Linked DNA regions of Mus musculus: region 1 is linked to region 2. The links are chromatin contacts, called in public promoter capture Hi-C maps. All regions are on one chromosome and are shown on one strand. Each heading gives the region's core, a stretch centred on a gene start, on an enhancer-like site or on the middle of the called end of the contact. The rest is flanking DNA. Distances are from core to core; before and after follow the strand shown. Region 1 holds the start of Gpr137c (G protein-coupled receptor 137C). Region 2 holds the start of Tspan14 (tetraspanin 14).

Region 1 (5,441 bases), core at 654-3,153, 4.3 Mb before region 2:
CGCTTTCTATTTTCCTGTTTATTAAGGGGAAAAAAAGAGTTGGTTTATGTAGGAAATATAAACACAATCTGATTCAAAAGTGCCTTTTTTGGGTTACTTTTCCTTGGAACTGTGTTAATTCTCATCACCTCCAAAAGCCTTTGAGAGGATTAGCTGCATAGACCAATACCGTTCTATATTAGTCAGTATTAAGTGTATGATGTCACCTTTTTTTCTCCTCTCCTAAGCTCGTATTTTGAGGGAAAAGAAGACTGGGGGGGGGGGGGTGGAACCTGAAAATAATAAGGCATAAATACCAGATAGACATGATTGACAACCTTATACCCCCAACCTGTCTGAAATGGGTCAAATGTGCTGCAGAACAATGCAATCCAACCAGCAATTCCCCGTAAAAGAGAAAGGGGGTGTGATTAGACTCCAGCTATTAAGCAAGTTGTTGGAAAAACAAAATCAAAAACACCAAAAAACATAGTTCCGTGGTTTGTTTCTGCAACAGGCACAGGTTAAGCTTGTATCTTCTCTCCTAATTAGCTCTCCCCCAAAGGGCTGTGCTGTAAGAGACCGCCTAAATCGCCAAAGCAAGCAGCAACTGGGACAAACACTAAGGGCTTTATGGAGGTCCTTCGACTGTCCCGCAGCATTGGTTATTGATCGTTCACCCCGTCGGGGAAGCGATCGATCAGAATTTGTGCAAGGTGTATCGAGCCACAGTTAAGGAGATGCGGGGGGGGGGGGGGATATAAGCTTCTAATAAAAGAAACGCAGCAACAATAGCGGAGGAACAGCTCTGCCTGGTGACGTAATGGCTGGCAGCGGTCCAGCTTCAGCAGAGCTGCCTCTACTTCAGCATCCAACCTCCCTCAACCCGGTCCAGCCTCGACAGAGCTACCGGAGCTGCTACTTCTTACGATGCTTCTCTGTGGTCGCCACCAACGCCTTACGTGGAGGTCTGGGACATTGAACAAAGGGTGTCCCACTGCCTTAAGTTGTCGGGGCACGCATACTCTCTCTCTCACACTTCTCCAACCCCCTCAGGCACCGAGTCCATCAGCGGCTTAAGTTGAGGGAGAGGGAAAGACAGGAGTGTCTCAGTGTCCCCAGACTGCCCTCCGGCCACCTCCCCCAGCCCCGACCCCTTCCGTCTCGGCAGGAGTGGATCCCGGCGGCCCCGCTCCCCCGCTCGCCGGTCCTCCCGCCTTACCTCTGCCAGGTAGAGGTTGAGGAGACAGAGCGTGGAGAACTGTAGGCAGGAGGGGAAGCAGTAGAGCAGCCAGTGCGGGAAGAAGTGCAGGCGAGAGGGTGGCCGCAGCAGGGGCAGAGAGCCGCTGAGGGAGAAGGCGGCCGAGAAGAGCGTGGTCCTGAGCGCTGCCCACGCGAGACACAGGAAGAGGCAGAGGCTCTGGTAACTGAGCCGCCGCTCGCGGTACAGGAGCAGCCGCCACAGCTGCAGGTAGGCAAAGGCGAAGAGCGCGGCGTAGAGCAGCGCGTGCAGCACGCTCAGCGCCAGCTGCACCGAACCGGGAACCGCGGCGCCCGAGGCCGCGACGGCGCCCCCGCCGGACGTCGAGGGTTCGCGGCCGGCCGTGGGGACCGCGGCGGCCGCCGGCCCGGACACTGATACCCTCATGAGGGGACGCGAGCAGCGGGGAGGGAGCGCGGGAAGGAAGCGGCCCGAGCGCCCCCCGGACCTCCCGCCCGCCCCAGCCTGCGGCCCCGGGCAGCGCCGTGACAGGAGTCGCAGCCCCGCGCGATGGCCGCGGCTGCCCTCGGGCCCGCCTCCCCTTCCCCCCGGGGGGCTCGGTTCCTCGGGCCGCGGCTCGGCTCCGCAGCAGCAGCAAACAACTCTCGGCTGGAGACAATCAGCTGAGAAACCCGAGCTTTTGAGGCGCTCGCTCCGCACTGTGAGCTGCCGGCGATTGGCCCGGGCGGGCGCGCCCTCCGGGCGCCTCACTCGGAATACCACAGGCCTCAGAGCCTGTCACTCCAGAAGCCTTTGATCTGATTGGCCTTCTGCTTTCTCCTCTTTTACCCCCGCCCCTCTTCCCACCCACGCTGCTGATTGGCCCAGCAACTGCAAGACTTCCTCGCGCCGGCGGGAGGACTCCAGATTCTGTCACCTGGGGCTGTTCTCGCTCCGCCCCCTGACCGTCCATTGGTTGGAGGATCTCTTACGTAAGGAGCACGAGGAGCAGGCGGAGCCTCGGGGGTTGTTTTTTCGCCCAAGAGACTGATTTTGCGGAGGCAGTGCCGGCCGTGGGCGGTGAGCTTCTCAGGTAGGCGTAGTTGCTTTGGGAGCCGCCGTAGGGACCAGCCCCTGCCCCGCCTTCTGTCACCATCTCTACTCTGATGGCGGGACGTGCTGTCCTCAGAGACCTTTCATCTCTGCACGAGAATCTCAGGCAGGTGGGTAGCAGCGCGGGCCTCAAGACTTTGCCTGCAGGATTGCATGCACATCAGCACTCGGCAAACGTCCCTCCAGCCAGGTTGCTTGCTGATTCAGTTCACCTGTTTCTGGGGGCACCAAACGACGCTGGTTTTGATTTCATTTCCCCCCCTTTTCTTTTTCTGAGCTGGAGGAAACACGGGGCGAGGAAAGCGAATGAAGCAAAGCGCGAGCGGAAACTGTAAGTAATCAACCCTTTCTTCTCTTGGGAAGAGGTCCTGAAGGATGGTGGTCCTGGGAACAGATGAACGTTGAGGCCTTCTCCAAGGGGAAGGTGATTCTTCGAAACTTGCAATTTAGAAAGCTCTCTTGGGCGCAGGGGTGGGCAGGGGAGGGGTGGGGGGAGCGCGGAGCAGTAACAATGTGGTGATTGTCCAGAATGGAAGAGTTTGTGTGAGATTCTGCTTGTGTGTTGGAACAAGTGGTGCTATTCTCATCAGAGACTGAGAGATACAAAATAAGAGGTATATTTCTGCTTTAAATAAGTGAGGAACGGTTGTATGTTGGCCACTACATGAAGGTTTTTTTTTTTGTTTTTTGTTTTTTGTGTTTTTTTTGTATTTGGTATTTGGTAGCAAATCAGTCAAAGTAATGCAAGATGAGGAAGGATCCTGTGTTCTCAGAGTGAGCCTCTCATTGCAGATTCAGTGCTTCTGTAGACAGCATATTTACTGGAGCATCCAATATCCAGCCTTTCCTAAATACTCCCTCCTTAAGGTCTGCTTAAGAAGATGGCTGTTTCTCAGTCCTCCACCACCAAGTACATGTTACAAAGGGGCTTAAGATCTGTTCTGTACTTATTCTGGTCCAGTAGTTTGCCAGACACCAGACAGTATTACCATCCACAAGTGTAATCATGCACACACATGTACAATAATGATAAAATGAAAAGAAAGCCCTAAGTCTGTGTTTATTCAGTGGTAGGCTCATCAGGAAGACTATAATGAGGCAGGAGACTCTCCAGCATTTAGATGTTGTCTTTTTCTCATTAGCTGTATGGTGGAGGCTATGTTACAGATGTTTAGCCAGATACACATGTGGATGGTCAGCTTTGACTGAAAGGGAAAGGGGAAGTGCAGGATTGATTTTTGGTTCTTGTTTATAATGTTCTGTCTTCCATGATGTTTTACTCAGCACAGGCTAAGCTCGCTGCAAGGTCTTTATACAGATGCGGATCCTTCAGAGAACTTGAGTACACAGCAGTACAGATCAGCAGCCAGCAGGTCTCGTTCTGCGTGCCCTAGAGCATGGTTCTCCATGGTCCTTGACCTTGTCCTGTGACAGGTCCTGCCAGTTTTATCATTATCTTGGCAGGATCTCAAACTGGTTTTGGAGTATATGGGCTTTTGTTTCAAGGCTGAGGTGGTTTGGTCAGCATGCTACTTGGAACAAGGAATAGTTTGGGTGTAAGTTACATTTTATGTTTGCATATTGCCTGTCTTTGCTGGTGCTTCCTGGAATCTGTGTTTGCATACCTTGTTAAATACAACCAACAGCAGCTACTATACAATACGAATCTGTTTGCAAGCCTCTTAGTGCTTAAAATAAGCTTGTTAACGGTAAGAACTTTGGTACACACTCATTGTAGACTCATTAGGTATGTCTCATCTCCAAATTGCTGTAGCAACAGTTTTGCCAACTTGAGGTGGCTCATTTATTGATTATCAATGTCAGATAACCCTTTTCTTGTGGTGCTCAGACCAGTTTTGAGGTCTGTTTGACCTCCTAGCTAGTACTTCAGAGTTTTTGTTAAAACATTTTTCTTTTTTTAAAAAGATTTATTTATTTATTTCTTGTATGTGAGTACACTGCTGCTGTCTTCAGACACACTAGAAGAGAGCATTGAATCCCCATTACAGATGGTTGTGAGCCACCATGTGGTTGCTGGGAATTGAACTCAGGACCTTTGGAGGAGCAGTCAGTGCTCTTAACTGCTGAGCCATCTCTCCAGCCCCACTTTAGAGTTCTTGTTAAGGCAGCTGCTCTTTCCTATCTTGTGTACCAGTGGACATACACTGGTTTAAGCTTCAGAAGTAGGTCCTCAAATCTTGATGACTTAGCATTTTCCAAGTCTCCCTTGAGCTCATTACGTATTAGCTAAGGGTTCTTTGTGCTGTATTCCTACAGTCACAGTACCTACCAATTTAATTAAACATTTCTGGAAATAAAGTGCCTGCCACATGCTGGCTGTTGAAACTGTTGACCGACCCCCACCCCACCCGCACCCCCTCGCTCGCTTGCCCCACATTGAAGTCACGAGGTATCATACACAGCGTGAGCAGGGGTGGAATGAGGAAGCTCAGTGAAACCTGCCTTACACCTATGAAGAGTACTGAACCAAGGAGCAGCCACACCCAGGGAGGCAGGCCACATTTCTCCCATGGTTCTCATCAATTTGTGTAGGTGTGTAGAATTTTGAAGCACGGAGCGCTGCTTTTGTACCCTTTCTCCTTACTGGAGGGAAAAGTCATTTTCTGTCAGTATTTTCTGTTATCTCTGTCTTTACTCTGTGCACGCTGATATTCTCTCCCACCCACATTCTCTGTCCTTTAGTTTAAAGAGCCTTGTAGTAGGAAGGCAAGCCTCTGAGCAGTACATCTTATTTTCCGTGTATGGGTTTGTCCATTCTTTTGTAGCCGGATGGGGTAGATTTGAATAGTAGTGGAAGATGTGGCAGACTTACTTACATGCAAATAAAAGGTGAAAGATTGTAAACGGCGAGGAACAAAGAATATAAATAATAGCCTTTCAAATAAAAATGAGATGATTTCTGTAAAGAAGGGATGCTAGCCAGGTATGATTACAGCTCGTCCCTGTATTCTCAGCATTCTGGAGTCTGAGGCAAGAGAATCACCATGAAGCCAAGCTAGCCTACACAGTGAGACCATGTCTGAAAAAGCTGAAGAAAGGGAAAAAGGAATGTCTTTGTGGGCTTCACAAGTTGCCTTGATACTTATTCTTGCCTCAGTTTTTTTCTTCGGAGATAACTGCTCTCAAT
Region 2 (5,663 bases), core at 1,325-3,824:
ATGCTAGGAAAGGCAAAATGAGATATGGCTATTAGGGATGCCTAGTCATCTCCACCACTTATGGTTCTCTGTTCCCTATTGGGTTATTAATGTGCAGTAGCTTCCATCCCACTATACCCAGAGCAGAGCCCTTAGCACGTTTACCAATGGCTCCGTGCTGCTAAAAGCACTTATCTGTCCTCATCTTACCTGAGCCCCGAGCAGCAGCTAACAGCTAAGTCCTTTCTGGAAACAGCCTTTTACATCTTGGGCATAGGCATCTAGCATCCTCTGTTCTCTTGCCTCCCAGCCTGTCTCTCAGTGGTTTTTTCTTGCCTTCTATTCCCTCTCATTCCCTGGGTCCCCATGGGACCTTCTCTTCTGCAGTTTCCTTTCCTCCCTTTAGATGACCTTCTTAGACCCCATGAGCTCCCAAAACGCATCTTCAGCCCACACCCTTCTTCTCTGCTTTTAGTGACTGGACAACAACCCTGGGTGTCTATCAGGCACTGCTAAGTCAATACGGCCAAAACAAAATTGTTGGTGGTTATCCTGAAAATGGATTTCCTCCAGGCCAGCCCACCCAATAAATGAGGCACTGTTTGCCCACTCACAGAAAGACACTTAAAAGCTATTCCTCTTTTTTTTTTTAAACATTTCCTCCTCCTGTATCTGGTCTTTTTGGTCTTAGATCCAAAACATTATCTCTCAGGTATTCATCTTAATACACCCGCCATTTCAGTTTCAAACTTCCTCCATACTTGGCTTGGATTAAGGTAAAAGTTTAATTGGCTCACTGCTTTTAATTTTTGTCTGACAACTACTACATCTACTCTTCTCACAGCAGCAAATTAGAATGCTGGTCTTTTCCATAAACCCTTCAAAGGCTTAACTAAACAACAACAACAAAACAAAAACAAAAAACAACAACAAAAGATACTCAGTCCTTTGACACAGTGTGTAGGCCTGTTCTGTCCTGGTCTTGATCTTCACTCCATCCCCAGTAGCCTGACAATAGCCATCTAGTTTTCTTTGAGCTCCTTGACGCATCAGAGCGTGGCTCTTATCAAAGCCTTGGCACCTCTGCTCTCCACTTGTACTTTCTGGACCAACTGCCACCCCTACCCCCCACCCCCTCTTCTAACTCTTCACTCCTTTGCTTTCAGTTTCAACATCAATCTCTCTCTCACCTTTCCCTTCCACATGCTCACTTTATCCCTGGGCTTTTGTCTTGTCTCAGCATTGATTTCATCTTGAAATGATTTGTCTTTTCTACTAAACAGTAACTATGTGGAGGGAGAGGTTTCAGGCTGCTGCACTCCCCAGGATAATTCAAGACCTGGTGCCCACACATCAGACACCCAATCATGCATTTTGGTTAGTTAGAGGTGACAATATGGACAGGTTTCCTTGCCAGAGAGGTCCTTGAGCTATCTGGCATATTCTAGAAACAGGCTACATCCCCATTGTTAAATAACCACAACTAGCAGCAGAAAGGTACATTCTATTTCCAGATTTTCTTTTTCTCTTTACAATGAACTTAACCTGTTGGCTGCGTGTGTTAAAAACATAGCCCCAGTCTTATGCCACTTTTGTATAGCCCAAGAGGAGCAGATCTGTCCCTCAGCTCCCGCAAATCTACACGAGTTTACCAAGCAGGACAAGGTTATGCTTTGCTCTATTGACAAGCAGATCTAGGCTGGGACGAGATCGGCCTTTTTATCACAGCAGTGTGGACAGCACTGTAAATCTATCTGCCTGTCCTGTGACCTTCCACTTCCAAGAATCAGCCCAGCCATCTCCTCAGCATAAAGGTGATGAGCAAATCTCAGCAGGACATCCAAAGGAAGCTTGGTATTTTTAGCACCGAGACTGGAAGGAGCGAGTGTTTACGGCTCAGCTGTAAAGAAATCTCAACCACCGTTTCTAGAAAACTACCCGCACACACTGGCTCCCAAGGCTGGGCAGGAATGCCTTCCATCTTAAAACCAGCCATTTCACCAATCTTCTTCCACCTCTCAGCCACCTCGAGCATCCCTTGACACAGGCATCTTGTAACTCGCATTTCTCCCTGGCTCGGCTCCCGCCGGGTTAAGAGCTAATACCAGAGGAGCATTTGCGCGGCGTAACTTGGCCGAGCGCTCAACTCTGCGGCCACAAGCGATCGACTTCGCCAGCGTCCGGGAGCCACAGAGAGGGCGGAACCGGGTAAATCCCGTTTGGGGCACCGCCCAGAGCCGGACAAAGGGGCGGGTCAGCGATCCGCCTCATTACCTATGGATGACCATTTGTAGGGCGGGGTGCACGGTAGGGGGTGGAGCACGGCGACCCGGGGGCGGAACACAGGCGGGGCGTAGAGAAGGCGTGGTGATCAATGTGGGAGGGGCAATCAGCGGTGGGATGTGGGCTGATAGCACAGTGGGGCGGAGCGAGCGGTGAGAGCCAGGCCTGGGTGGGGGGGAGGAGCGAAAGATGGGGCGGTTCCTGCATGGGGAGGAGCAAAGAGCGGGGGCGGGGCTTGGGTGCGCCAGACGCACTGGGCGGCTGAGCGGTGCGAGGAAGCGGCGCCTCTTTTTTCGCCGCGGCCCCGCCCCTCCGCGCCCCGCCCCCGCCGCTCGGACGGCCCGAGTCGCGCCCTCCCGCTCGGAGCTGCTGAACTTGCTCTAACTTCCTCGGCCAACCGGGCCGTGCTGCCGCCGCTGCTGCCGCGCCCGGGTAAGTAGAACGCGTGGCCTCGCTGAAGCGTCGGGCCTGTCTTTATTGTCTCGGGCCGGCCCTCGTGAGCGTCCTCTCGGGACAGCGGCTGCTCCCCGCGTTCCTGCTCGGCCCCTGGACTCCCTTGGCTGGCGGGGGCGGCCCCGCGGGTGGCGCGGGCTTTGTCTGCTGAGACCGCCCGCGAGCTCTGGAGGCCGCGGCCGGGACCCCGCTGAGCCGAACTGGGGCGCTGTATCGAGTGGGAGGCGCGGCGGGCTACCCGGAAGGTGTGTCTGCTCCCGGCTGCTGCCTGGGCTCTGTCGGTCCTCACCTGCGAACCCAGCGGAAGGCTCTTTATTCAGCTCCGGTCCCGGATGAGGGGACGGTCGCCCAGCCCCCACCCACCCTGAATGTGCACGCTGTCGCGGGGTCCCACGCTGTCCGGCAAGAGTTTAAGGAGGTGGCGATCCTGGCTTCTCGGTGCTAGTCGCTAAAGGCTGTGTTTGGGAGCAGAGCCCGACCCCTGACCTAGCCCGAGGTTTGGCCAAGTTGTGATTCTGGCTCAGCCTAGGTTGGAGCTCCTGTATTCCCTTCCCTCCCGGGCGTGCAGTGCAGAGGGTGGGCAGAGTGCACATTTGGGGACTTCGGCCCCTGAACCACTGAAACTCCTGTCTGGAGGACTGAAACTTGGTCTCCAGTGAGAGGCAGTCAGAATCCTCAGAACTCAGTGTCTTCAGCCAGTGCCTGCCCGGAGCTGGTTGCAGAGCCACGGTGACTGTATCAGGACACTGGTGTTCTGGGACATCGAGATGTGTTGGGCAGCGTGTGCAGGACGCTGGGCTGGAGCCTGTAGCAGGTGTGATCTCAGCTCTCTAGGTGGTCACCCCAACGGACTGGTGGATTTAGGTCAGTTGCCTGCCAAATCCTACACAGTTGTGGCTGTCAAGGGACAGTTTCCACACAGCCCCTTGGCTTCTGAGTAGAAGTTGGTGCCTGCTGAGTGCTTCCTTATTTATGAAAGGAAATCTGGGGCCCCACATTCTAACAGCTCAGAGGTTGCTGGAGACACCCTTTCTCTCAAAACTCCTCCTGGGCCCTAAAACCCTTAGAATGAAGCCCAGACTTCTGCTCTCTGGCTCCTCCCTTAGCTGTCCCCAAGTCTTTTTTTTTTTTTTTTTTTTTTTTTTTTTTTGGTGTCAGGGTCTTGTGTAACCCAGGGTTGCCTTGAATTCATGATTCTTCTCAGTCTCTTGAGGTGGAAACCTATGTCACTAGATGTATTTTACCCTTACTGTGTGTTTGTTATACACCTTTAGTTGATGACTGGCTTGATAGCATCCCTTTCTGCATTTCTGGGTCTCCTTCTTGGATCACCTAATGTGTTTCAGAGACTGGGGTGCTCTGGGCTACAGCCCATACTTTCTGGGCTCACATCTGCAAGCCTTGTGTGCTGGGCCTACAGTAGGTGCTCAGTGGTAGTTATTGATATGCACTTGATCTAGGCTTAGTTGCTTCATTTAGTCAAACATTCTTAGCCACTGCTCCTCCAGAGGTTTGTGGCTGTCCCCAAAAAAAGCTGCTGAGAGGGAAGGGTTGGCTGCCATGGGCAGATTCTCCTAAGATGTCTCTTAGGACAGCTGTGCCAGCTCATTTCTCAGGACAGGTGAGGGCTTCTTGTCACATGTTTGCAATGGAAGATGAAACTCATGCCTTGTGTGGGTGGGGGAGGAGCTTGCCCTGCAGGTTATAGAAATGAGGTGAAGTTACAAAGAGGCCAGGGTGCAGGGAAACCTTGGCTTCTCAAACCACTTCTGAGGGCCTTATCCTAGGCCACCATGTGCCTAGGGGTTAGACCTTGTTTAACTTTAACTAAAGAGTTAAACACAGTTAATTTTTACAGTGCCTAGAAATGCCAGTATGCCAGTCTTGAAAGCCCCTTGCTGGCTTAAAACCCAGTGAATTTATGAGCAAACATACATGTACATGTTTGTTTGTTCATAAATTACATGGCATAATGGTGGGTTTTTCAAGGCTTCTTAGTATTTATGGAAACATATCAAGCTACTATCCCAGCCTTACTTTTAATTGTTTAATCCTTGAAACAACTGAAACAACCCAAATGTGGTAGACATTAGCTACCTGATTTTACAAATGAGAAAACTATGGCCCAGAAAGGTCCGAGTGGTTTCCTGGAAGTCTCTCATTTAGACAGTACCTTCTTCTTGGAGGTGCTTAAGCATAGTGCTTAAGCAAGCCTGGCAGAACTACTGAGTTCTTCAGTACAGGTTTCCTTATGGCCCTGTTTCCAAAGCGTCTTACCCATCTAGCGTGATAGCTACATGCCAACCCTGAGTCCCTGCTAATTTGACTGATGCTCTGGTCTCTGCCCCACAAGGCCAGAGGATGGCATGGGTGGGGGTGGTGATGGGGATGGGACTAGAGAGCTTTCTGTAGAGATCAGGGTTTGATGCGGTTAAGATCAAACTTCAGATTTTAGAGGCTTAAAGCAATGAGTCTTTTTTGTTATTGTTCTTTTGTTTTGATTGTTTTTGCTGTCTCCACATAGACATCACAATCTGCTTTGTGTTACCATTATTGTAGGGCCAATTCATATTTCTAGCCCAGTAGAAATATCCTGATGAGTCTTGCTTTTAATGCATCTATCTACCTCTACGTTGCATTTCATTGGTTGCACCAAGTCACATGGCTGCAGTCACACTCAACTGCGGGGTAGGGGTAGGAATTTAAAAAAAAAAAAGAGTCTGAACAGCATGAATGCCCATCACTTGCCTGTTGCTTCTTCTCAAGCTCTGGGTCCTGTGCCTCCAAGAACATTGTTGTGAATTGGTCCAAGAAGCCCTGTTGGAAGATGTAGTTGCCACTCTTGAAAGATAGAAGTTTGGTCACCAAGAATGAGCCTTAGGGAGAGGTAGTGGTCTTTAAGGGCATCCTTTTGCTCATTGGCTAGTTCATTCCTTTATTCAAAAGCA

The links. Promoter capture Hi-C pulls out the DNA fragments that hold promoters and counts their contacts.
Region 1: a contact with region 2 is called in a promoter capture Hi-C map of pre-B cells. The contact joins the promoter of Gpr137c here to the promoter of Tspan14 in region 2. A contact is called at or near these places in 2 of 39 promoter capture datasets (cranial neural crest and pre-B cells) and 3 of 484 Hi-C or Micro-C datasets (CD4 T cells, CD8 T cells and regulatory T cells).

The regions. Positions count from the first base shown.
Region 1 is chr14:45,216,179-45,221,619 of GRCm38.p6, reverse strand. It overlaps Gpr137c (G protein-coupled receptor 137C), which reads right to left and starts at 1,903. Exons shown (of 7, transcript NM_027518.2): 1 at 1,202-1,903. The coding sequence starts at 1,627. It overlaps Txndc16 (thioredoxin domain containing 16), which reads left to right and starts at 2,195. Exons shown (of 21, transcript NM_001310534.1): 1 at 2,195-2,403; 2 at 2,571-2,624.
Region 2 is chr14:40,963,807-40,969,469 of GRCm38.p6, reverse strand. It overlaps Tspan14 (tetraspanin 14), which reads left to right and starts at 2,574. Exons shown (of 9, transcript NM_145928.2): 1 at 2,574-2,694.